Linked DNA regions of Mus musculus: all the other regions are linked to region 1. A link is a contact called in public HiCAR-type, HiChIP or PLAC-seq and promoter capture Hi-C data. All regions are on one chromosome and are shown on one strand. The core of a region is the stretch at or near the end of the contact, and the rest is flanking DNA. Distances in the headings are between cores, read along the strand shown. Region 1 holds the start of Yaf2 (YY1 associated factor 2). Region 2 has its middle 40 kb from the start of Pus7l. Region 3 has its middle 8.8 kb from the start of Gm30754. Region 4 holds the start of Lrrk2 (leucine-rich repeat kinase 2). Region 5 holds the start of Pus7l (pseudouridylate synthase 7-like). Region 6 holds the start of Tmem117 (transmembrane protein 117). Region 7 has its middle 23 kb from the start of Pus7l.

What was found. Promoter capture Hi-C pulls out the DNA fragments that hold promoters and counts their contacts. HiCAR-type assays count read pairs that join an accessible place to other places. HiChIP or PLAC-seq counts read pairs in DNA pulled down with a chosen protein or histone mark. Capture Hi-C pulls out chosen DNA fragments and counts their contacts.
Region 2: a contact with region 1 is called in a HiCAR-type map of fibro-adipogenic progenitors, with 6 times the contacts expected there. The contact joins the enhancer-like site here to the promoter of Yaf2 in region 1. A contact is called at or near these places in 3 of 39 promoter capture datasets (cranial neural crest, hippocampal neurons and maxillary cranial neural crest) and 3 of 115 datasets of contacts at active chromatin or transcription factors (astrocytes, embryonic limb bud and fibro-adipogenic progenitors).
Region 3: a contact with region 1 is called in a FOXA1 HiChIP or PLAC-seq map of pancreatic cancer cells. The contact joins the enhancer-like site here to the promoter of Yaf2 in region 1. A contact is called at or near these places in 2 of 39 promoter capture datasets (liver and pre-B cells), 1 of 15 datasets of contacts at CTCF or cohesin (the NIH/3T3 cell line), 2 of 484 Hi-C or Micro-C datasets (CD4 T cells and muscle stem cells) and 2 of 115 datasets of contacts at active chromatin or transcription factors (large pre-B cells and pancreatic cancer cells).
Region 4: a contact with region 1 is called in a promoter capture Hi-C map of pre-B cells. The contact joins the promoter of Lrrk2 here to the promoter of Yaf2 in region 1.
Region 5: a contact with region 1 is called in a promoter capture Hi-C map of liver, with 5 times the contacts expected there. The contact joins the promoter of Pus7l here to the promoter of Yaf2 in region 1. A contact is called at or near these places in 9 of 39 promoter capture datasets (the C10 cell line, the HPC-7 cell line, cranial neural crest and 5 more), 1 of 15 datasets of contacts at CTCF or cohesin (the NIH/3T3 cell line), 4 of 484 Hi-C or Micro-C datasets (CD4 T cells, CD8 T cells, Th1 cells and 1 more), 11 of 115 datasets of contacts at active chromatin or transcription factors (the 230-238 cell line, the NIH/3T3 cell line, astrocytes and 8 more) and 3 of 9 other capture datasets (adipose tissue, embryonic stem cells and liver).
Region 6: a promoter capture Hi-C map of hippocampal neurons shows a contact between it and region 1, with 5 times the contacts expected there. The contact joins the promoter of Tmem117 here to the promoter of Yaf2 in region 1. A contact is called at or near these places in 3 of 39 promoter capture datasets (embryonic stem cells, hippocampal neurons and liver).
Region 7: a promoter capture Hi-C map of hippocampal neurons shows a contact between it and region 1, with 6 times the contacts expected there. The contact joins the enhancer-like site here to the promoter of Yaf2 in region 1. A contact is called at or near these places in 18 of 39 promoter capture datasets (the 3T3-L1 cell line, 3T3-L1-derived adipocytes, the C10 cell line and 12 more), 1 of 484 Hi-C or Micro-C datasets (cortical neurons) and 5 of 115 datasets of contacts at active chromatin or transcription factors (astrocytes, embryonic limb bud, forebrain and 2 more).

Annotation. Positions count from the first base shown.
Region 1 is chr15:93,335,523-93,338,677 of GRCm38.p6, forward strand. Yaf2 (YY1 associated factor 2) reads right to left here and starts at 1,413. Exons shown (of 4, transcript NM_024189.6): 1 at 1,235-1,413; 2 at 818-943. The coding sequence starts at 1,260.
Region 2 is chr15:94,502,311-94,505,360 of GRCm38.p6, forward strand. No RefSeq gene overlaps it. Among named protein-coding and RNA genes, the nearest start is that of Pus7l, 40 kb to the right of the region's middle. Within about 2 kb of position 1,346, at least 19 of the 459 cell types and tissues checked have an H3K27ac peak or open chromatin away from gene starts, as enhancers often do. A contact at or near this core is called in fibro-adipogenic progenitors, where this site is marked.
Region 3 is chr15:94,606,494-94,609,946 of GRCm38.p6, forward strand. No RefSeq gene overlaps it. Among named protein-coding and RNA genes, the nearest start is that of Gm30754, 8.8 kb to the left of the region's middle. Within about 2 kb of position 1,503, at least 15 of the 459 cell types and tissues checked have an H3K27ac peak or open chromatin away from gene starts, as enhancers often do. A contact at or near this core is called in pancreatic cancer cells, where this site is marked.
Region 4 is chr15:91,671,754-91,674,970 of GRCm38.p6, forward strand. It overlaps Lrrk2 (leucine-rich repeat kinase 2), which reads left to right and starts at 1,471. Exons shown (of 51, transcript NM_025730.3): 1 at 1,471-1,684; 2 at 1,867-1,952. The coding sequence starts at 1,528.
Region 5 is chr15:94,542,214-94,545,725 of GRCm38.p6, forward strand. It overlaps Pus7l (pseudouridylate synthase 7-like), which reads right to left and starts at 1,294. Exons shown (of 9, transcript NM_172437.3): 1 at 1,247-1,294. It overlaps Irak4 (interleukin-1 receptor-associated kinase 4), which reads left to right and starts at 1,447. Exons shown (of 12, transcript NM_029926.5): 1 at 1,447-1,613.
Region 6 is chr15:94,627,565-94,631,054 of GRCm38.p6, forward strand. Tmem117 (transmembrane protein 117) reads left to right here and starts at 1,621. Exons shown (of 8, transcript NM_178789.4): 1 at 1,621-1,738.
Region 7 is chr15:94,518,584-94,521,737 of GRCm38.p6, forward strand. No RefSeq gene overlaps it. Among named protein-coding and RNA genes, the nearest start is that of Pus7l, 23 kb to the right of the region's middle. Within about 2 kb of position 1,823, at least 2 of the 459 cell types and tissues checked have an H3K27ac peak or open chromatin away from gene starts, as enhancers often do.

The DNA.
Region 1 (3,155 bases), core at 163-2,662:
TTCATAGCAGCAAAATAAATGCCTTACTTAAATATTGCTACAAATCACTGTAGAAGTGGATTTAAAGGCGGCCTTCCCAAGGGAACTATGACCAAGTGGAGACAGATCAAGAATGCTACTGAGTTCGAATTTCCTAAATTTAACTCTTTTAAATGGTTTTTTTTTTTTTTTTTGGAAAGACAATTATAATACTATATGCCTACCATACAACAAATCCAGGGCCGGCAACAGACAAAGATCATGTCATCTCGTTTGTGTAAAAATATCCAGGCACTGGAGTAAAACTGCGTTGCTGGGTTCACCTCCCAACCAACTACTTAACTGTAAAAAATTATTACAGAAATAGAACAACAACAAAAAAAAACCCAGACGCGAAACCTTGGCCTGACCCTTTCCGGACATCCGTTACTAAGAAAGTTTAATCCATTACGATCCTACAAGCGATACTTTTTCCCCAGGGGGACCGAGTGACATCGCGGCCTTTCCTCCGTCCCCTCCCCCGCCCCGGCTCCCCGTCCCCGCCCCCTCCCCGCACACTAACACCACAATGCGACCAGCGATCACGGTCTCTGCGCCCGGCTGGGGAGGGGGCACCGCACCGGCCACGCATGGAACGGCACGGCACGGCAGCGGCCGGCGACCCCCATGGATAATTCATCCTCCGCAGCAGGCGCCACCGCCGCCGCCACCGAGCCCTCGCCGCCAGCCGCGGCTCAGCCGGGTCGCGCCCCACCGCGGCCGCCGCCTGGCTGGCCGCCCCGCCGTCCCGCGTCGCGCGGGGGGCCCCGCGGGGGATCCACGGGCGCGCCGGACTCACCGGGTGGAGGTGCCCTTCCGCACATCGCACATCATGCACTTGAAGGCCTCGGCGCTGTTCCGGAAGGTGCAGACACTGCAGTCCCAGTAGCCCTCATCCGAGGCGGGCTTCGGCTGCCGCTTCGGCCTGCAGGACACAACCGGACACGACGCAGCGCGGGGTCAGCCGCAGGCCGCGCCCGGCCCCGCGCCCCGCCCCGCCCGGCCCGCGACCCCCGCCCCGCCCGGCGCCGCGCGGGGGAGGGGAGCGCGGCCGCTGACCCCGGCCGCCATCGCGGCCCATTGTGGGCAGCCGCGCGCCCCGCCGCGCCGCGCCGCACCCCCTCTCCCCACACACACGCGCGCGCCCCGCGCCGCGCCGCTCCACGCCACGCCACGGGACCCCGGGCCGCGGGCGCTCCGCCGGCGGGCGCCCTACCTGGTGGGGCTCTTCTTGTCGCCCATGCTCGCTGCCGACGCGCGCCGGTCTGTCAGCGCCGGGGTGAGGGGCCGGCGGAAGCGCGGAGGCGAGGGGGCGGGGAAGGCCGCGCCGCGAGCTGCAGCCGCCGCCGCCGCCGTCGCCGCCGCCGCTGCCGCCGCCGCCGCCGGATCCCACGCAGCCTCCAGCTGTCGGGGAAACTCCTGCCTGCGCGCACGTGACCCGCGCCGGCCAACCAGCGGCCGCGCCGGAGACTTCAAACGCGGGGAGCGCGGCCCAGCACCGGCGGCGAGTTCGCGGCGCCGCCTCCCTCCAGCTCGCCCGCCCGCTGGCTGCCCCGGAGCGCTCCGGCCGTGGCTCGCACGCCCCGAAGGGCGCGATGGCAGGCGCCCGCAGACACGCGTGCGCCCGGCGCGGCGGGGACTGTCATCCTTCCTTCTGGGGAAGCGACCCAGAGGCTCGGGAGAGGTTCGGTGCCCTGCTCTAGCTTACATAATTCAAACGTGACGAAACCAGGGTCTGATCCGGTTTTAATTGCAGCGGCGTCCTCCTGGCCTCACGGGGCTCTGCAGTGGCTTGTTATAAAACGGACGCTCGTGAGCCTACGTAAGGCAGACGAGGTTGCTTGTGCCCTGGACACCACCTCCCCGAGTCTCCTTACTCCAGCCTGTCGGGGATACACACCTCGCCTGCTAGACCCAAACAGCCATCTCGCTGGTCCTTGAAGCTCTGCTTCCCACCTCGCCGATCTGGCGGGTACCCCACAACCAGAGTTAGCTTGACATCCCTCTGATCGAGGGGCGACTTTAGCATGCCAAGTCGGTGAACCGTCATCAGGAAAGCTGCCCCTGAAGAAAGGAGAGATGAAATCCATCCCTTCTCGGAGCCCTGCCTTCTTCTGCCTTATTTGGGTGTGCTGATGGAGGCGTTGTAGCCTCCGCATCAGGCTTAACTAACTGAAGGGGACCCAGTTCAGGCACTGCGTACTTAACAGTTGATCTGACTGTGTGGCTCCTGGGATACTATAAGGTTGTTTAGAAAATGTATCCAGCTGGGCCAGAGCAGGATGGAGCAAATTTTCATCATGATACTCAGAGTGAGATGGCAACTAAAAACTTGAGGAGTTAACTGTTTAGGAAGTCCTTAATATTTTGAACTATATCGTCTGTGGGTAATTGAAACAGGAAAGCAAAACTCCAGCAAAAGGGAGACTACTGTATTGATGTGTTACTTACCAAACAAGAGTTAATAACCAAACTGGAGGATGCTCTCCTTTTTATCATTGGGAATATGATATTAATTGGGGTAATTAAGAGGGAAATAGGCTTCAAGCTTCTGAGAAAAGAAAGTCAAAATGAATTATAGCAGAACGGGTGGGAGTATACAGCTCAGAGATGGAGCACTTGCACAAGGCACTGAGTTACTAGAAATTTGGAAAAGCATTTAAAAGATTGTTTTATGTGGGGTTTGCTTGGGTGCTTAGTATTACTTTATTTTTGCAGAATAGAGAGTCTGACTTAGTTGAGTGTAAAAGTTATATATTAGAGGTTGCGTTAATTTTCCAAGATAAAAGAGGCTGAGTGGTTTATGCAATGGAAATGTTTTTTCCCATAATACTGGAGGCTCCGAGTAGAAGATAAAGATGTCAGGGCTGCTTTCATCCAAGGCTCCACTTTGCTTGCAGATAGCCATCTACCTAGGTCCCACCTTCAAAGGGACATCTTTGTATGTGAGTGCCTGTATCCTAATCTCTTTTTATCACTTCTGCCTATGCCATGCTCTCTTATAAGGACGTCACTCATTGGATTAGCACCTACATTAATGATCTCTCTCTCTCTCTCTCTCCTTATATAGGCATCGGTGTTTCTCCTCCATGTATGACTGCGTGCGTGTGATGGTGTTGAGTCCCCTGGAACTAGAG
Region 2 (3,050 bases), core at 96-2,595, 1.2 Mb after region 1:
TTCTGTTGCTTTTGTTGTTATTGCTGTTGTTACTGTTGCTGTTGCTGTTGTTGCTGCTGTTGTTGTTGCTGTGCTGTTGTTATTATTATTGCTGTTGTTGTTGCTGTTGTTGTTTTTGTTGCTGTTGCTATTGTTGCTAGTGCTGTTGTTGCTGTTGCTGTTGTTTCTGTTGCTTTTGTTGTTGTTGTTGTTGCTGCTGCTGCTGTTGTTGTTTCTTTCTCTCTTCAGACTTCTTTCCACTTACTGATACCAATATGAAGTTGTTCTTTTCCTATTTTTCCTACCAGCTTCTATTCTTATGTATAGTCTTGAATGATGGAAATGCTTATCTTGCCACTGCAATAAGCAAAAAGTTTCTTGGAGTTTTATAACCAATGAGCTTTCTATGTCTGTCCTAACTCTGAATAATGACATGGAGACTATGTCTATTTAAATTAGCTTTAGGCCTTTGGTTACTATAGTTCCCAACTATCTCTCATAATTTAAATTACTCTATGCCTGCCATGTGGCTTGTTACCTCTCAGTCTCTCGTGCTGTGGCCTGCTTCTTCCTCTGTGTTGGGTTGGATTCTCCCCGTACCTGACTCTTTCCCAGAGTTCTCCTCTCTCTGCCCCGAAACCCCACCTTTCTTTCCTGATTTTCCTACAGGTCATCAGCTTTTTATTAAAACCAAACAGAAGGTGGCAGAGGGAGTGGTTACAAAATATTGTGTAGCCATATGAACAATAATACCAAAATGGGTCTGCATTTAACTATCTGCCAGCACAGAAATCAACATTTGAATAATGCAAAGACAATCTTTACACTGTATACAAAAAGATCACCCCAACAGAGCTTCTTGCCAAACATTTCCTATGACTATCCCCAATTTTATCAGAAAAGGAAGAAAATTAAATACGGCAAAACATTTGATCTTCTGAGGTGCCAATTCTTGACTGAAGTAGCATAAAGATAGGTAGGGAAATGCCTTGGTCCTTTCCCAGAGGTGGTGGCCATGGTAAGAGTCTCTGGTATCACACCACAAATACCAGTTATAATACAATATTTGCCTTGACTGAAGTTACCTAGCTTTGGTTGCTCTTGCTTGTAGGTCAAGAATCCTGAACAATTCATAAACTAAGCCAGTGTCTTACCCAACTTTCCATAAATGTGTACCATAGGGAATAGGTCCTGCCAGGAAAATAGATAGCTACGCTGATAATGAATGTTAATCACAGTTTGATAATGAAATGCGTTGCTCCTGCCAGCGACTGTCTGCCTCTTTACAAGAAATGCTTTAATGGAGGACCATTTGGGTGATACTTAGTCAAAAGCTGCCCAGAAGTCACCCTGCATAGCATCTGTTGCTCCTGGCAGAACACAGGCTGTATTCCCGGCGGACATTTCTGAGCCAAGAGAGGAAAGCAGGGTGCCCAGTGATGCAGAAAGTCGGGGTGAGCTTCAAACCTATGCTCCCTGGAAGCAGACTGAAATGTTGCCAAATTTAATTCTAAACAACGAAAATCTCCTTGGGTATTTTGAGCTCACAGTGCCAGGTCAATTTCAGTTTAGCATTTTCAAATGTCCTGCAAAAAGAGATTGTACAACACAGTATTTGTTTTCTTTCTGTTTTGTAACTTCTTTCACTGCTGTGTCTCACATCTGTTCCCTTACTTCATACAACTGTTTGTGTGTGTCCTGGCATCCCTGCAGGCCTCTTCATTCCATTAAGGTGACTCTGCTAACAGGAGTTCATTCTATTGCCTTGTACGTAATCCAGGGATAGAGAAAGTTCGTCCGTGGTCCAATACAGCATTATTTCCATATTTGTTGTGAAAATCAGATGTCCCTTTGAAAGGATAGCCTCGCCATGGTTTGCTGGGTGCTTCGAGCTTGTTGACAACTTTGTGCAGGTTTTGGCTCAAGGAAATGATGCAGAGCTGAAGATGTAACTAGGGAAAGCAGGGGGCTAAATTGGAGACAAATGCCTCTCCATACTCTTTCTAAAGATAAACGGTTTTGAGACTGTTTGCTTTTGGAAATCTTACAAACAGATTGCTATACAAACTTGTAGAAGACATAAGATCACCCTGCCCCCGACACAGACACACCCAGACACACAGACACACACATTTCACTTCACTGTTAACACTCTTATCTATCATTTCAGTTGTGAGTTCCACACATCCTTTTGGGCTTTGCTTTTCTTCTGAGTACTCCAAAATCCTTGGCTTAACCAGGAAGAGAAGTTCTATTCTCTGTCCTGTTCCCTCAAGCAGACAGCGAGACGATTCTCTCATTACTTGTTCCTACAAAGGGATTATGCATATCCATTTGTGGCACAGCCTTGTGTCAGCTGCTGCCAATCATCGAGAGACTGTGAGTGCCCTCACCCATGGATAGGCTGCACTACAGTGGCCTCATACTTAATTAGGCTATCTCCCATTCTTTACCAGGTTAAAAACTACGTACCCAGCATAGCCATCTTCTTGTTCTCCTTTAAGATCTGGGAGGTTTTAATTAGATTAAAATCATCTCTTAAACCCAAAGTTCTGATTTTGGTTTTTTGGGGTTGTGTTTATTTATTTATTTATTTATTTATTTTTGGTTTGGTTTTTGTTTGTTTGTTTGTCTTCATTTTCTTTTATCCAGATGGAATAAATTCAGTCATAGCAGCTCACAAGGGTAACATTAGTATAGCTGTATTTTATCCTCTTTTTTTTTTTCACTCATAAGAATCACTGAGTACCTATTTAGATGCTGTGCTAAAAAGAACTAGTTAACCAATCATGTCCCGGCTTGCATAGGATCTCAGTATGGTGAGAAACACATTAATAGTGCTGGCGAAATGGCTCAGCAGGGAAGAGCACTGATTGCTCTTCTGAAGGTCCAGAGTTCAAATCCCAGCAACCACATGGTGGCTCACAACCACCTGTAATGAGATCTGATGTCCTCTTCTGGTGCATCTGAAGACACAGCTACAGTGTAGTTATATATAGCTATAAATAAATCTTTGGGCTGGAACAAGCAGAGGTCCTAAATTCATAAGGGCTCACAACCATCTGTACAGC
Region 3 (3,453 bases), core at 253-2,752, 1.3 Mb after region 1:
CAGGCACTAGAAGTTCATTACATGGAGCAGCAGGTGTCTCCTCGTACATCACCATCTGATCACATACAGAATTCTGTGCCCTACCCCGACCCAGATCTCTGCATCCATCCAGACAAGGAAGCTCTGCTGCCTTCAGAGAGAGATTGATTTTTACTGAGTCTTCTAGAGCTTGTCAAGGCTCCCTTTGGGAAACTAGGTGTCCCCTCTGGCGTGTACTGAACAGAGAATCCTGTCCTGGCTGAAACAGATATGTGGTAATGCTAGGCTCGACCTCAGTCTGAGGGACAACCACTTTCAGGATGCTGTGTTTGTGTGATTCTAGGATCCAAGATGCTAAAACCTACACCAAGAAATAGGGTCTGTATGCTGGGATAAATCCAAGAGCCAAGTTCGGAGGACTTTGGGATCTGGGATGGTGAGGGGGGCTAGGAGGCTGGTGTGTTGGATGCAGGGAATCAAGTAAGAAAGCCCCTTAAGATATATATGTCTTTAAAACCTCAAATGGCTCAGAGTCCATGCATCAGGGCAGGTAAGTAAATGACTAAAGGAGACCTTGTCGGCCAGCTGCTCGCCGTCATGGCTGTAGGCTCTAGAAAGCCAGTTCTTGTATGATTTGTGAGAAACTGGAAATTCAGTTCTGTCCTTTCACTATGTGAACTCTGCTGTTTTTAAATATTCACTATTGAGATAAACTTTTGAAGTTAGTGTGAGTGTCAAAACTAATAATTCACAGGGCCACATCGACGCAAGTTTTCAAGCCTTGCTGTAGGCCAATTGTCTGGGAATCTGGTGGGGGAGACGGTCTTAATATGTGGTCAAAAGACTGAATCGTGTCAGAGAAATACGTTGGCAGTGGTTCCCTGCCTGCTTCTCTGCCTCTTAGGCAACTTTATCTATAGCAGGAAACACCAACAATTTCTTCTACAAGGGTGTGAGGGAGAGGTCTGAGGGAGATGGGTGAGGGGAACAAGAGAGAGAAATAGGGGCAAGAAAGGCTATTATGTGTTTTCCCCTGTGCAGAGTGTGGACTTAAAGACTATATATATATATATATATATATATATATATATATATATATATATATAGTGTTATGTATATATAATTTTAAATATATTATATGCCATATATACACATACATATGTAGCAAGAATGCAGAAAGGAGACCATTTCTGTGAAGAAAAGAGACAAGCAAGAGGAGGAGGGGATGGAAGAAGACAGCGAGGTGGGCAGATAAGAGCAAGAGACAAGATATGCTCTACAAAGATCTTATACTGAAACCTCTTATTTTGCAAGATAACTAAACGCACGGTTAAAAACAGTAATTCCTTCTACCTATGTTTCTCCAGCTTTCATGAACAAATGAATCACCAGGGATGTATTAAAATGAAGGTTACTAAGCTCGCCCGAAGAACTTCTGATTCAGTGGTGGAATCCTGGGGTGCTAACACCTCACCTCAGTTTACTGTAACACAGATGGTGTAGAGACGGCACTGTGAGAAACAGTGACTCACATTGCTAATGTTGGCTTGTCTGTGTTTCAGCCCCAATTCTCGACTGAGTCAGAGAGCTGTATGTTCAACCCTTCTTGGAAATTACCATTGCTGCTGTATCTCGAACTTGGTATCGTCTTCATCCAAATCCATTATGTTATTTCAAAGCCAGTGTATAAGTTTTATATATGTGCACCTGTTATTTTTTTTCCAAGTACACACAAGCTGGAGATACCTGAAAAGAGAGAGCCTCAGTTGAGACACTGCCTCCATATGATGGGCCTGTGACCAAGTCTGTGAGATAGTTTCTTGATTGACATAGAGCACTCCCTCTCCCCTGCCCCTCAATGTCTGGTCAGGTGGTTCTGTGTAAGAAAACAAGCTGAAGATGCCAGCCATCCAGCAGTGTTCCTCACAGCCTCTGCTTCGGTTGCTATTTGAGTTCTTGCCTTGGCTTCCCTCAGAGGTGGCCTGTGATCTCAGAGATGGGCTATGATGTAGATATGCAGACCGAGCAAACCCTTTCCTCCCCAAGTTGCTTTTAGTCACAGTCTTTATCTTGGCGATAGTTATCAAATAGGGGAAACGGTATATAATATAACAGCAAACGGTATCATGTCGCGATGTCCTCAAACTTTGTGTATGCAAGGGTCTTGCGCGCGCTCGACTGGCCAGGAAGAACGACGCTGCAACAGGATCCTTCTGCACACGTTTATTGGGAGAGCTTGATTGCAGAGGCGAAAAGACCTCGAGCCCAGAACTGGTGCTGCTTTTATAGGACTAGGACAGGCGTTCTCTCTCATCTGATTGGTTAATTTGTCTCTCATCTGATTGGTTAACTTGTCTCTATCTGATTGGTTAACTTGTCTCTCATCTGATTGGTTAACTTGTCTCTCATCTGATTGGTTAACTTTTGTCAATTCTCAAAACCTCACCTTGGCAAAAGAACCTTTACTGGCTATGTATGTGTGGTGGCCAGCTGTAGCCAACTGCCACTCTGCAACTGCCACTCTGCAACTGCCACTCTGCAACTGCCACTCTGTAACTGCCACTCTGTAACTGCCACTCTGTAACTGCCACTCTGCAACGGCTTCCCACATCTCCTCCTTTTTGTTTTAATAAAATGAGGCTGGTCTAGGCCTGTGCAATTACGTCCATCCGCCGTGGCTCCTGTTTTAGGTCATTCCTCTAATGTCACAGCCTTTCCTGTCATAGGGTAACCCTATCGCCACTGGGCCCCGTGTCTTAGGTTGGTCTGTGCATGAGGAAAGTTGCCCGTCTCTGAATACCGCAGTGCTGTGTGACAGTAACTGCTAAATGACCTAGGGCGAACTCTGCAAAAGAGGCCAGCCAAAAAATGAATTAGTGGGGAAATCATGATCACCCTATTAATGAGCAAGGGCTGATCAATGATCGTTGAGTCTCTCTCATCCCAGTGTCGTGGGGTGCAAGAGCAGAGAACTCAGATGCCGACTAATTCTTGAGCATAGATAACCAACCTTCAGGGGAGGTGCCGTTTTCAATAGCTAAAAGTGCCTGAGTTATAATCACCTTGTCACGTTTTTGTTGGGTTCTGAATTTGCATACCAACCAGAGCATGAACACCAGTCCACAGCATATGGCAGCACCAAACAAAATCACTCCCACCCATTCCTTAAAGTAAGAAAAAGCAGAGGTAAGCCAAGAGGTAAAGTCTCCGAGGGTCACTGGTTCCACTCTGGTCCCATTAAGGTTCAGGATCTGCATCTGCAGCCTCGTCTGCAACCTTTCCAGCTCCTGCGACCAGTTCCCCTTCAGGTAATTCGATAGGTCTGTACTTTTAATAAAAGAATTATTAATGTACCTATTGGGAGTAATGCACACATGCAAAGTGGATGCCACACAACTCATTTGTATGACATCCATCATCTGTTCCATGTCATGTTGTAAAATATCCACTCTGATTCACTAACATTAACCCTGA
Region 4 (3,217 bases), core at 221-2,720, 1.7 Mb before region 1:
AATTACACACAGAGAGGAGCAATGCCCCAGGAATTCATCTCTTACCTTCCACAATTCCCAGTTCATTTCATGTCTAATTCTTCCCGTTTTGACCCCACCCTTCAATCGTGGGTTACTTGGAAGCAAATCCTAACTATTCTAGCCTTGCAAATATTAGCACTTTACTACCACGCAAAGGTGAAAACCCTTGGCAACAAGAAGCACTCAGTGAGTACCCAAGCTGATGGAAACTTGCTTTCTTGTTCTGCTGAAAGTGCAGAGTGTGGACAAACTTTCAGCCTGACCTTCAGTTGTGTCTTGGCTCTCAACCCGCCTCTCAAACCCCTCCACCTCTTACCCATCCCAAAGACATTTCCTCAGACAGGAAAGAACTCCTCATCCGTTTGTGAATTGTTATCAGAATGTTAACGAACTAGAAGCCAGGAAATAAATTAACTGCTCTAATTCTCCTTCGGGGTAAATAACCTTGAGGTTGGGTCATCTGAGACCATAGAACATCCAAGCCTTGACTACAGCACTGTACCAGAGACTTCTCTTCTTGAAAAACCTTACTACGTGAGCATTTTCTTTTGCTTTCTTCTTGGGATGCAACATCTTCTTCACAGGGATGCTTTAGCACTGTGCCTTGCAGATCTGTCCCCTTCTCCCCCGCCCCCTCCCCTTTCTTCTCCTGCTTCAACTCTTCATTTACCTCTTCTCCTTCCCCCTCCCCCTCTCCCCCTGCTCTCTCCCTCTCTCTTCTTCCTCTACTTCTTCCTCCCTCTCCTTTTCCCTTCCCTTTCTCCCCTCCCCCCATTCCTTCTTTCTAGGTAGGCTCTTATAGCCCAGGCTGGCCTTGAACTTGTATGAAGCAAGGATGGCCTCCGATTTCTTTGGTTCTTGTCTTCACCTCCCAGGTGCTGGAATTAGCAGTTGCCCCGGCTTTCAGAATACCCCTTTTAACTTTAGAGGCCCGGGCAGCAGTACTAATAACTAGTTCAGACCAAGAATGCCGTTTAAAGACTGTTTCTTCCAACCTTAGCTTCACTGACTCTGCTGTGAGTTCCATCCTTGAGAGCTGAATCAGAGCTCCCAGATCCTGCCTGCAAACTCAAAACAGAGAGAGGCCTTTTGGCAACCACAACCAGAGCTCAGGATAACCAACAAGCAAACAACTCCTAAAGCCCATGTAGCTGGCCGATTTTGATTGTTAAACGCTGCATTCTTTGGGGAGCAAATTACTCCTCTCCCTATAGGGGGAACTCTTAAAAGAAACCGCTTTCCTGAAAGGGGCCAACTGGGCGGTGTCCTCCTTTCCCAACGCCCCTTTGCTATTCTTAGTGGCGGGGTGGCGGCTTTCGCTTTTCCCCGGCGGAGTTCCCAGCGGCGCGATGCGGCTGGGCAGGCCGGGCTGAGACTGGGCAGGGGCGGTCGCCGTCACCGTCTGGGCGCGGCTGGGGACCGAGGGCTGGGCCTGCAGCGGAGGCGGCCGAGCAGCTCTGAGAGCAGGAGCCGTCCCAGCTCGCCGCAGTCCCCGCCGGCTGCACCATGGCCAGTGGCGCCTGTCAGGGCTGCGAAGAGGAAGAGGAGGAGGAGGCTCTGAAGAAGTTGATAGTCAGGCTGAATAATGTCCAGGAAGGCAAGCAGATCGAGACGTTGCTTCAGCTCCTGGAGGACATGCTGGTGTTCACCTACTCGGACCGCGGTAATGCCTGCAGCCCCTCCCTCCTCTGCAAACTTTATCCTGCACTTGAGTCTTAATCTTGGGCACCCCACTCCTTTCCTTCAGGGAGGAAGGAGCTGAGATCCCTGGAAGATTGAAAGGATGCCAGGATGCCGTGGTTTGTGACTTTGTTTTCATCCCCCATTTGCCCCCTTCTTTTCCAGCCTCCAAGTTATTTGAAGATAAAAATTTCCACGTGCCTCTGTTGATTGTCCTGGACTCCTACATGAGAGTTGCCAGTGTACAGCAGGTAAGCGGGCCTTCCCATCTGTTCCTGAAGACTGTTCTGTGATAGGCCTTATGTCCCGGGGTCTTGAGATTTGCTTTAAGAGGGGAAATCTTGTCAAATGTTGGCAGAGGAGAAGCACCTTTGACATTATCTGGGTGGTGGTAGCAGCAAAATGAAAACAGGGCTCTTATTGGCAAGGTGAGTCCGTTAACCTTTCAAACTATTCTAAGAATGCTCCTTAATATACAGCGAGTTTCTGGTAGAGCAGTGCAGTGAATATTTCCAGCAAGGGAGGGTAATTAAAAAAACAGTAATAAAACAGTCAAGTCTAGGGTCAGTTTGCTTTTATACTTTTAAATTAGAAGACACATTTCAAGGATTCTTCCTGCAGTGTATATCACCCAGTATCTAAAGAAAGTGATGTTTCCCGAATGCCCCCTCGCCTGCCGTGTTTACATTTCTACTTTGCGGCTGTTATCATACAAAGTGGATACAAAAGTAGAACTTCTGTCTGGATCTGTGTCACAGGAAGTCCAGAAGTAGGCTATGTAATTAACTGTGATTTTAAAGCAGACTCGGATAAGTAAGAATGGCTTTCAGTCAGGACAGAATTACTTCTGAAGGTGCTAACTTCCTTTAGAGGTTTGCGATCTGGGGAACTGAAATCAGTTTTGTCATCCAAATACTGAGAGTTATTTGTCGGGGAACTCTGGAGGCACGGGAAGAATAGAATACTCCTTCATAGTCATTCTAGAGACTAAACTTTTCTTAGTCTCCAAGTTCTCTCTCTCTCTCTCTCTCTCTCTCTCTCTCTCTCTCTCTCTCTCTCTCTCCTCCTCCTCCTCCTCCTCCTCTCCTGCCTCCTCCTCTTTCTCCCTCTGTTCCCACCCTGTCAAGTTCTCACAGTATAACCCAGACTACTTAGAACTTGCCATTTTCCTGCCTCTGGCTCCCCAGTGCTATAATTATAGGTATATGTCACCATACCTGGCTCTAATTTTCTTTTAGAAAAGCATACTTTTATCTGCAGTAAATATTTTTATTTTTCCAATTGTGAAACTTTCCTATCTGACTAGTCATTTTCAGGTTGTTATCAGACAAAAATCAAGAGGAAGATGGAGGTATGATAAAGATACTGTACTTTTTAGCACCAAGAGTCTGAATTTTACCCACGGAATATGAATCATTTTGAAGGTGCTTTCTGTTCTCCACCTACATCACCCTTCTTGCTTTATATTCAAAAGTGTCTAATTCTGGCTGCCTACACTGCCAAGACCTAGACTTGG
Region 5 (3,512 bases), core at 44-2,543, 1.2 Mb after region 1:
ATAGTTACGTGAACTTCTCTGTACACTTCAAGGTCGGATAAGTCAGTCCTGGTCCCTCATCTTGTTCTAAATTCTCTACAGGAAAGATACAAACATCTCAAGCTAATGAAAGGGAATTTCTACCAAGTCACTGGCATAGAAGAAAAGAAAGTCTCATGGTGTTTTCTTGGAGCAGCGGCCCAAGGCCAATTCTATAGGGAATGAATCACAGTCCTCACACAATCTACTCTCTCCACGACACACGGAGCCCTGAGAGAGCAGCTTCACTGCCTAGCTCTTGTATTTCCCAGACTTTACAAGTAATTGATCATCTACATCCTCAGACATTTTCACCCACCAATAATCTAATCTATAGGATTCATCTATAAGCTTTAGGAACCTGTTTTCTTTTCTTTCACACACACACAAAGAAAAAAACTGATTTAATTTCCTGTATAGCATGACTAGCTAATGTGTTCATTATTTACTGTCCATCTTCTTCAACTTAAAGTGTCAGTTCCACATGAGCCAGAATTCTGACTAGCCCATATTCAGAACAGCACCAAGGACATAGTAGGTCTGCAGTAGATACTAGTTGAACAGATACAAGTAGAACACAGTAAGAGCGTTAATGGTGACAAGAAAGAAAGAAGTGTTAACTTTTGTCTATGATAATCAGGAATGGTATATAATAAACTGCTACTTGACTTTGGAAATAGTTCAAGAGACAGAAGCGGGGTAGAAATACCACGTGCAAGTACAATCAAGACGGGCACTGGGGGGGGGGGGGGGAAGGGGGAAGCCCTGACACAGAGCAGAGGGGATAGGGAGAATACAGCTGAAGTAATGCTGACAAGGAAAGATAGTGAACACCCTGTCAAAGGTTGGCATCTGCCCCCGTGGAGTTGTTTCTAATGGCAGATGGAAATCAGCAGTCAGCTCTGACCAAGTCCACAGGGGTCCTCGGAACCCTAGGGATTGTTGGAAAAGAAAGACCATAGGACGGCTTTCCAGGCTACACGTGGGGACAGTGCAGCACGAAGGCATGGCAGTCAAGCAGCTAGTCAAGAGGCGGGCAGACAGGGCACGTGGGGGCGAGGGTGGCAAGAGCTCCTCCTCCGCTCCGCGGGGCGAGCCGAGGCTGCAGAGGGACTCCCACCCCAACCCCACCCCGCTCCCTGGGCGCCGCCACCACGCCTCCCTCCCCGGTCCAGCAGTCTTGGATCCACCGGTGACCCGGCATCCTAATAGACTCTGTGAGCTCTACCTCGCTTCCGTGAGAAAGTGGTCCGCCGAGTGACACAGTGCGCATGCCCAGAAGCCTTTCCGCCGCCTAGCCTCTTACAGGGACATTTAAAGGGACAGGCTCCGGTTGGTGTAGCTCTTCCCTGGGTGGAGCTCGGGGAGGGAAAGGCGTGGCCTTCCGGATTGGCTCCGCCCCTATACTCTCACCCTTAGCTGACCTGCCCTCCCTGTCCCACAGGGGGATATGATGCCCCGGTGACCCGCAGCATCCCGATCGCAGGCAGTCTGAAGTCGCCTGGTGGTCCTGCGTCCTCCACCCCCGAGTCCTCGCCGGACCGTGGCGGGACGCCGATCGCCTTGTCCAGGAAGCGAGGGACGTCCGAGAGGAAGTAGGTTGTATGAGGAAGGCTGATCTCAAGCCACGATCTCTCCGCTGTCCTCTGTCCCGGGCCGGGTTGGTGATCAGTCGCTTCGCTCCAGAACCAGGAAATGGGCGCACTCGGGCAGAGGAGGCTTGGGGAGCCCCGCAGCCTCTGTGCGCTGCTCTGCCGCCGGAGTGTCTCGCTTGCTCGCTATGGGGAGCATAGGAAGCTAGCTGTAGTCAGACAGTCCAACAGGTAGAGGGAGAGGTAAGCGCAAGACAGATTGGAAGCAAGAGAGGGGCAGGAAAAGCATTCCCAAGAGAGCAAGAAAGCACCATTAGCTTTCGGAATGGACACAGTGGCCCCAAAGCAGGAAATTTAAAAAAAAAAAAAAATCGATTTTTCCGTTTCTGGGAGTAATTCTTCAAGATGTATGCCAAAGAGCTCAGGGTTTTTTTTTTTAATTCTCCTATTTTCATGCTAAACATTTTTGCTTCCTACATGTTTCAAGACTGATCTGATCACTCCGGCCAAACTTGGGCCTCCCAGTCTTGTCTTTGTTGTGTTCCCTGTTCAAACAGAAACAAACAAAAAACAAACAAACAAAACAACTTAGGAGATGAATTCGCACTCTACAGTAGCACAGACTTCTGTTGACTGCACTGCAGACAACAACGGACTGAACCGCTGAGCCTGTAAGCCAGCCCCAATTGAATGCTGTCCTTTATAAGAATTGCCTTGGTCATGGTGTCTCTTCACAGCAATGGAAACCCTAACTGAGACAAGTCACCAACTGGGAACCAAGTACTCAAATGAGGGACGATGGAATCCCCTCCTGTTCAAACCACCGCAGGCAGCGTTTAACAGACTGCCAAATGCATTCTCAGCTTGCTACCTTCTTCCATCATTAGAATAAAACTCCCCTGTGTTCTTGCCTCCCTTTTCTCCCTATTCTTCCTAACGTTTTATTTTTCAGGCACCTGGATTAATATCTGTCACAGATAGGACATGTCTTGGTGAATGGATGACATTATACATTTTAGTATACCCAAAGCGTTTTAGTGGCCACTGAAGTATGTCAGTGTTTAGAAATTGTGGACATCTCTCGGCATCTCAAAGGTCTTTTGGCAGATGCATCAGGAACAAACGGGGCTGCTGTAGGGTGAGAGGCATTGGGACAGCTAGTGTAGAACATGGTTGTTTGGGTATGGGGGAAGTTCAGACTGCGTAAAAGTATAAGGAAGAAGTGACCAGGGGGAGGGGCCAGAGTGGGAAGAAACCAAAAATTCTTATATAGGAGGAAGCTTGCTGGGCTTTTTGTTTTTGTGGGGTTTTTTTGTTTTTTTTTTTTGTTTTGTTTTTTGTACTTTGTTGTTATTGTTGTTGTTTGTTTTACTTTGCATTTTTTTTTTTTTGGTCTGTTCCCTGTGTCTTTGGGCCCCATCTCAATCCACAAGCATTGTTCACAGAGGAGAGGGCACAAAGGTCACCCCTAGCAGTCAGGTCTAGTCTTTCAGAGCACTGTAGCAGCCAAGGAATTGAGCTGGTCCCGAAAGGTGTTAAGCGGCTTTGACGTGTAAGTTTTTCTGAGCTCTGATGGGACAGAGAGGTTAACGGACACAGAGATGGCGTCAGCCCAGCTGCTTTAGTTCTGAGTCCTGGAAACAAGGTCTAGAAAGGTAAAGAGGGTTGGGCTGGATGGCCCATTGGTCTCCCCAAGAGGTCAGAGGTCATCCAGCTGATGATCCATTGGTCTCCCCCAGAGGTCAGAGGTCATCCAAGCTGATGGATGGCCCAATGGTCTTCCCCCGAAGTCATCTAGGCTGCTCTCCAGTGCTTAGGGTTTCACTGATTCAACTGCTTCAAGGTGACAAAATGAGCGATGTAGAAGGGACCTTAGGGTGCCTCAAAGGATGATCTATCCCA
Region 6 (3,490 bases), core at 371-2,870, 1.3 Mb after region 1:
ATGCACAGAATGCTGACATAGGATGCACACAAGGAAATTTGTAGACACACCATGAAAGAGACTTGCTAAGCCACAGTTTCCAGAAAATAAACTATGACCACTGTCACTTGCAAAAATGTGAAGCCAGCAGGAGGGACAGCAGAGCCCCCTAGGACTTGCTCTCCATGGCCACTTCAAGTCCGCAGATATCGCAGCTGCCTCTGCTTCCTAAAACTCACTTCTGAATCCTCAGTCCAGCCAGGAAAAGGGTTGCCCTGGCCTTCCTAAATGTGCTGCTGTTGGCACCCAAGAATGATCTCCTTTTCCATTCCACAGTACAGACTGTGATCATTCCCATTAGCACCAGCTGTCAGTATGCAGTAGCTAGCTATGTGCATGCTGGATATAGCAACGTTTAACACATTAAAGCAGCCAGCAAGCTGAGGTAGCGGTTGCTATTAGGGGCTGAGTAAGCAGCAGACATGAGGAAAGAGAGGGGTTCCTTAGGCCAAGTCAAAGGTTCCTCCTGACACATGCTGCAGAGAACTAGACAACCCACACCAATGACAAGCATTGGGGAGATGTGCTTATGTGTACATGTGTGCATGAGTGTATGTGTGCTCACGTATTTGTGCAATGTATACATTATCGTATATTTGTATTTATGTGTGCGTGTATGTATCTATGTACACACACTATTTCTGTACAGACAACTATCTATATATGCATATATACAGAGACACAGCCATGTACCAATCTGTCTATATGGGCACACATATTTACATATATGCATATGTGTGCATCTATATATACATACACATATATGTATGTATACGCACATAAGTGAAGATATATGCACAAATACACATAAATATATATGCATATACACATATAAATTTACATATGTACAGACACACACAGAGATACACACACATATATATGCATATACACACAGACACAGACACACACACATGTATGTATGTGTACATGCATATGTGAATATATATACATCCATACACAAATATATATGCATATACACACATAAATTTACATATACACAGACACACAGAGATACACACACATGTGCGTATACCCATACATATACACAAGACACATAAATATATATGCATATACACATATAAATTTACATATACACAGACACACACAGAGATACACACACATATATATGCATATACATATATATATGTGTATATATATACACACACACACACACACACACACACACACACAGACACACACACAGACACACATAGACCGACATACAGACACACACAGGCACAGACCCTCTGCCCACCCCCACCCTTCACACAGCCGCAGGCAGGGATGCTGTGTGACCGAGGTCGCCTTAGAAAGTTAGCGGTCCCAGCTGCTGGCAGGCGCAGGTTCCCCGCAGGGTGCTGCTGATGCGGTTCCAGCAGGCCATGGCCGGGTGGCGCTCTCCCTAGGCCGCCGCAGCGCCCCTGCCCTGCTGTGCCCTGCCGTGCCCTGCCGTGCCCTGCCCCGCCCCGCCCGGTCCGGTCCGGTCTGGCTCCGCAGAGGCGCGGCAGGCGGGCGGGCGTGGCGGCATGTGCCCGGCGCGGTCCGGGGCCGACTCTGCGGCGCGGCGGGAGCGGCGAGGGCGGCCAGCGTAGGCGGCGGCGTGGGCCGCGGTATTTATAGCCAGGTGACAGCAGCGCGCCGCGGCCCGTGTCGCCGCTCGTCCTGCGTCCGCCGCGGTGGCCGAGCCGCGCGCCCTCCGGTGAGTACGCGGCGGCCCGCAGCCCTCGGCCCGCAGTCCCGGGCGCACAGGCAGGCCGGATCCCCGCAGCCCCGCAGCCCCGCGTGCCCCCGGGCCGGGGACGCGGGAGCCGGCCGGGGACCGAGCCAGCCGAGGCTCCGGGGGACCGGCCGCGGGCAGCCCGAACTTTCCCGCTCCACCGATTCCGGGGCGCAGGGACCCAAGCCCCCGGCTGCCTGCCTGCCGGGGAAAGGAACAGGTTGCATTTCCTCCGTGTCCTTTCGGGAAGGAAATGGGAAGGCCTGTGTGTTTGCGAACTCCATCGTGACTGAATTAAAAAAACTAGTTTTCCATTTCTATTTTGAAAAATACCACAGGCCCGCGGCTGTGTGTGACCCGTGAGAGAACATCTAGCCTGCTATGATTCATTCTACCCTCTGTGGAACATCGGTGTGTGTGTGTGTGTGTGTGTGTGTGTGTGTGTGTGTGTGTGTGTGTTTGTGTGTGTGTGATACTTACCTTGATATTAGTGTATGGACACAAAGAACAAAGTGAGTTGAAGTATGTAAAATATGAGGTACCCCCACCTCAGTCTTGGAAGCTTTTATGGTTTGATTTGCATTCTGTAGCAAGTTGTAATTTACTGAATATAGTGGTAAAATCTATGTAAAAACTATTTCTGTTGTATCTATCATCCATCCATCCATTGATTGATCAATCAATCGATCCATCTGGATATAGTATCTTTCTATTCCCTCAACCTTTGTAGTTTAAGAGCAACTGGGGATTTTGACTCAGCCGTTCGCCACTGCTTGCTCTCCCATTCTCCATATAATTCTTGTGATTAAAAAAAAAAGTACCCATCAGTTTTTCTTAATTTGCTTTAAACTGCCAGTCACTTAAAAGGTAACTCCGGGCTTGAATGAACTTTAATCAGCCCGTTGAGTTTTGTTGTCTTGGAGTAAGACCTCAACAAGCAAATGGCCCGAAGGGCAGTCTGTGCTTTCTTAAAGGGTCAGTCCAATGGTCACGTCTCCACTTTATAACCCAATAGGACGGGCTGGTCCCCACCTCACCATTACACTGGGATGCTGTCTTTCTGGAAGACCTTCAAACCAACTTCACTCTTCGCTTCTGGGTTAAAAAGCTTGCTTATCGATGTCCCAAGGTCTGCAAGGATAAAAACACCGGAGGAGGAAAATTACTAAACTTTGATACAATGTGACGAGAAAGGATGTGATTTACCAATGTGATGCTGCAAATTAGTTGGGTACCACAGATACCATCCAGGTCCCTATCCAGAGGCACTTAGGTGGTTACATTGATTGCTTGAGAAAGCTTTGCTTTATTTAAAAGGCTGTGTGGTCTTTGGACGGGACTGAAAGCAAGGGCCCCAGATGTACTTCTGTGATTGCTGTTTGCACGATAAAACCTGTCATGGGTGCTGGGTTATACAAAGTGCTCTGCTCCTCCCCGCACCTGTCCTTGGCTTGTTTGGTTTTGAAGTGAAAGGGGTGGAACTCAGAATCTTGACAGTCAAGGGTTGCCTCCACCTGCAGAGCTTCTCATACTCGTCCACTTATCTGTCAGTTTGAGGTAAAGGTTTGTGTTTCTCTTGAGGCCCCTCCTTACCTAGGTCTGGTCCAGGAAATATATACAGATTTGGCTTATCCACTTTTCTTCCGTCTCTCCTTTCACGGAGTTGGACATTCCAGGACTGGAAACTCTCTCTGGACATGAATCCTCCTCTTCTTCCCAAGACACTGGCCTGTT
Region 7 (3,154 bases), core at 573-3,072, 1.2 Mb after region 1:
TGGCATTTCAAACCAAATAAAAACCCGGAAAGCATGAAGCACTGTTAGCGTCCCAAGCCAGATGTCATCTTCTTTCCTTCTGCATCTCCAGAACGCCCTCAACTTGGAGCCACTCGAGTGTGTGTCTGTAGCTTCCATTGAAAATGTGACTCTGCCTTCACGTTCCTCCCCTTGGAGCTCCGGAAAACCCTGTGGCAGGCAGAGGAATGATTGTAAGGAGCCAGAGCTGTCCAGGACACCAGGAGAATACGGCCCACGGAATCAACTAAGCAGGGCTCATAGAGGCTGAAGGAACAATGCCGGAGCCTGTGTGGGTCATCACTAGGGTCTCTGCTTATGTTATGGTTGTTAGCCTTGGTGTTTTTGTGAGATTCCTAATAGTGGAAGTGGGGCAGTCTCTGATTCGTTTGCTTGCTCTTGGGACCCTTTTCCTCCCACTAGCTTGCGTGGCCCAGCCCTGGTAAGAGTGTTTGTGCCTAGTGTTAGTGTGGCTTGTTATGCTATGTTGGGTTGACATCCTGGGGGCTCTGTTCTTTTCTGAAGGTAAACAGAGGAAGAGGGGAAGGAGGAGCAGGGAGAAATGGAGAGGGGGGAAACTGGTTTGGATGTATTTTATGAAAGAATAATTAATAATGATGATGATAATAATAATGATAATAATAATATGAACGTAATTATAATATTATAATAATAATAAAGTGAACCAGCAGATGCCAGTCATGTGTATAAACTAGAATCAGTCGACTCGCTTCTTCTTTAAGCACAATGCCCTCTGGAAGGACTAGAGAAGCTAGCTCTGAATTAGGACTAAACTTCGTCACTCAGCTTTTCCTGTGACATTTAGAATTGCCTCAGGTATCAACTCGGTTTCCTATCAGCTATAGCGATTTTAATATACCCCTGTGGAACATACTCAAATATGTGAATGACACCAGAATAATTTGGATCTTCTACTTAGATTGGCATCTCAGAAAGAATATTATTTCTCCCTCAAGACATCCACCATGTGCCTGCTCAGCAGCAGAAGACGGTATTAAGTTTGTAGACAGAGAAATTATTACCACAGAGCTTGCTCTCAGAAGGCAACACTGGGGAAAGCCAGGACCTGGTGTCCTGGCTGGTTTTATGTCAACTTGAAAGCAGCTAAAGTCATCAAAAGGAGGGAGCCTCAATTTAGGAAATGCTTCCATGAGATCCAGCTATAAGGCATTGTCTCAATTAGTGATCAAAGAGGGAGGTTCCAGCCCATTGTGGGTGGTGCCATCCTGGGCTAGTGGTTCTGGGTTCTATAAGAAAGCAGGCTGAGCAAGCCATGAGGAGCCAGCCAGTAAGCAGCACCCTCCATGAGCTCTGCATCAGCTCCTGCCTCTAGTTCCTGCCCTGTTTAACTTCCTGCCCTCAAGGCTTTTGCTGATGAACTGTTACCTGGAGCTCTGTGTGAAATAAGCCCTTTCCTCCCCAACTTGCTTTTGCAATAGTGACCTTATGTAAGACACCTAGGAAGCATGGTCAAGTTCAATTCCACACCACATCTTGTCTGATCTGAGACAGATCACTCAGATAGGCTTCTAAACTGCCCAAAGCAGGAAATATTACATTCCCAATGGGGGTTGGGATGAGTATGGATTAATATGAGAGATACTTATACAACGCTAATAAATGTTAACTGTGTCTAAAGTTACCGAGATTTCAACTTTTACAAGTTACAAAACAAACAAACAAAAACAAGGCAGTTGTGCCTTGATAAGATGCGGTGTGGCTCTCAGCTCAGCCAGCAGAGCACTTGCTTAGGGTGAGCAAGGCCGGGGGTTCACACCCCCTGACTGTGGTAATACAGCAAAACACCTCAAAGTTAAGACTGTTCACCTTCCTGGTCCTTACGCACCATTAGTCTCAAATGTAACCTTGGTAATTAAAACTAGAGCAAAGGTTATGCTTATGAAGCTATCATCAGTTGGTTCTTAAGACATAATAAGGTCCTTGGAATTAAAAAATATATTTCATACCAAATACTGTTAAATGGAACGACTTTCGGTATGCGTAACAGCTAAATAATGTTCTAGTTATGATGGATAACAAAGATATGCTTTTTGCTGGCTCCGTTTACTGTATGAGAAATATAAGCTTACAGTGCCACCTACAGGCCAAGACAGGAATATTGATGACAGCATGTTTTAAATGCTTGACAGGCTCTAAGAAATGCTATTTAAAAGAACACTAGGTTAAGTTTTATATAACTGATTTTCATATTTAATTCATAAAATATAATTTCACTGAGGGAATGAAAATATCCCTCCCCTCCCAAGTTTTGCTACTTTATAGAGTATCATTTCATTTTCAGTCATCGCTAAAATCATGAGGGCCACTTTAAAAACTAACGGTACCATAATATCCAACTTCATTTGTATTTTGAGATTGCTGAAGCAGCTGTAATGGGTTATCTCGATTGTCAATTTTAGGAGATTAGAGTCACTTGAAGACAACCACCCTCAGCACACATGTGAAGAATTATCCTGTTTAGAGGGATTGGGGCAAGAAGCCCCACCCACAACAGGCGGCGCCATTCCCAGTGCTTGGATCCTGGACTGTATAAAAAGGAGGATGTGAGTGACAAGTATCCCTGCTGTTCCCTACTTCCTGACTGTGGTGACCTGAGCCCTCAGGGATCCTGTTGCCATGACTTCTTTGCCATGACAGATTGCACCTTGGACCTGGGAGCCAGAATAAACCCTTTCACGTTTAAATTGCTTTTGTTAAGGTTTTTCCTGGCAGGAACAGAAAGGTAACAAAGATGATATGTAATATCATATGACATACCATGTAATATCCTATCATATATGGCCATTATATATATATATATATATATATATATATATAGTTATTACATTACACACATAAAATTGACATATATATGTGTGTGTGTGTATATATATGTATATATATGTATATATATATGTATATATATATATACATATAATTGAATACTCATCATCTTAATAGAATGCCATTTTCTTTTCTTCTCTTCCAAGTTGTGCCTGCAGACGTGTAACAGCAGTGGAGTTCCCGGCCTCTTCTCAACACACGGTACTTACATTAACTGATGACAGTGGTATCTGTGTTAATGTCCCCTCTGTTACTGTTGATCAGGAAGCAC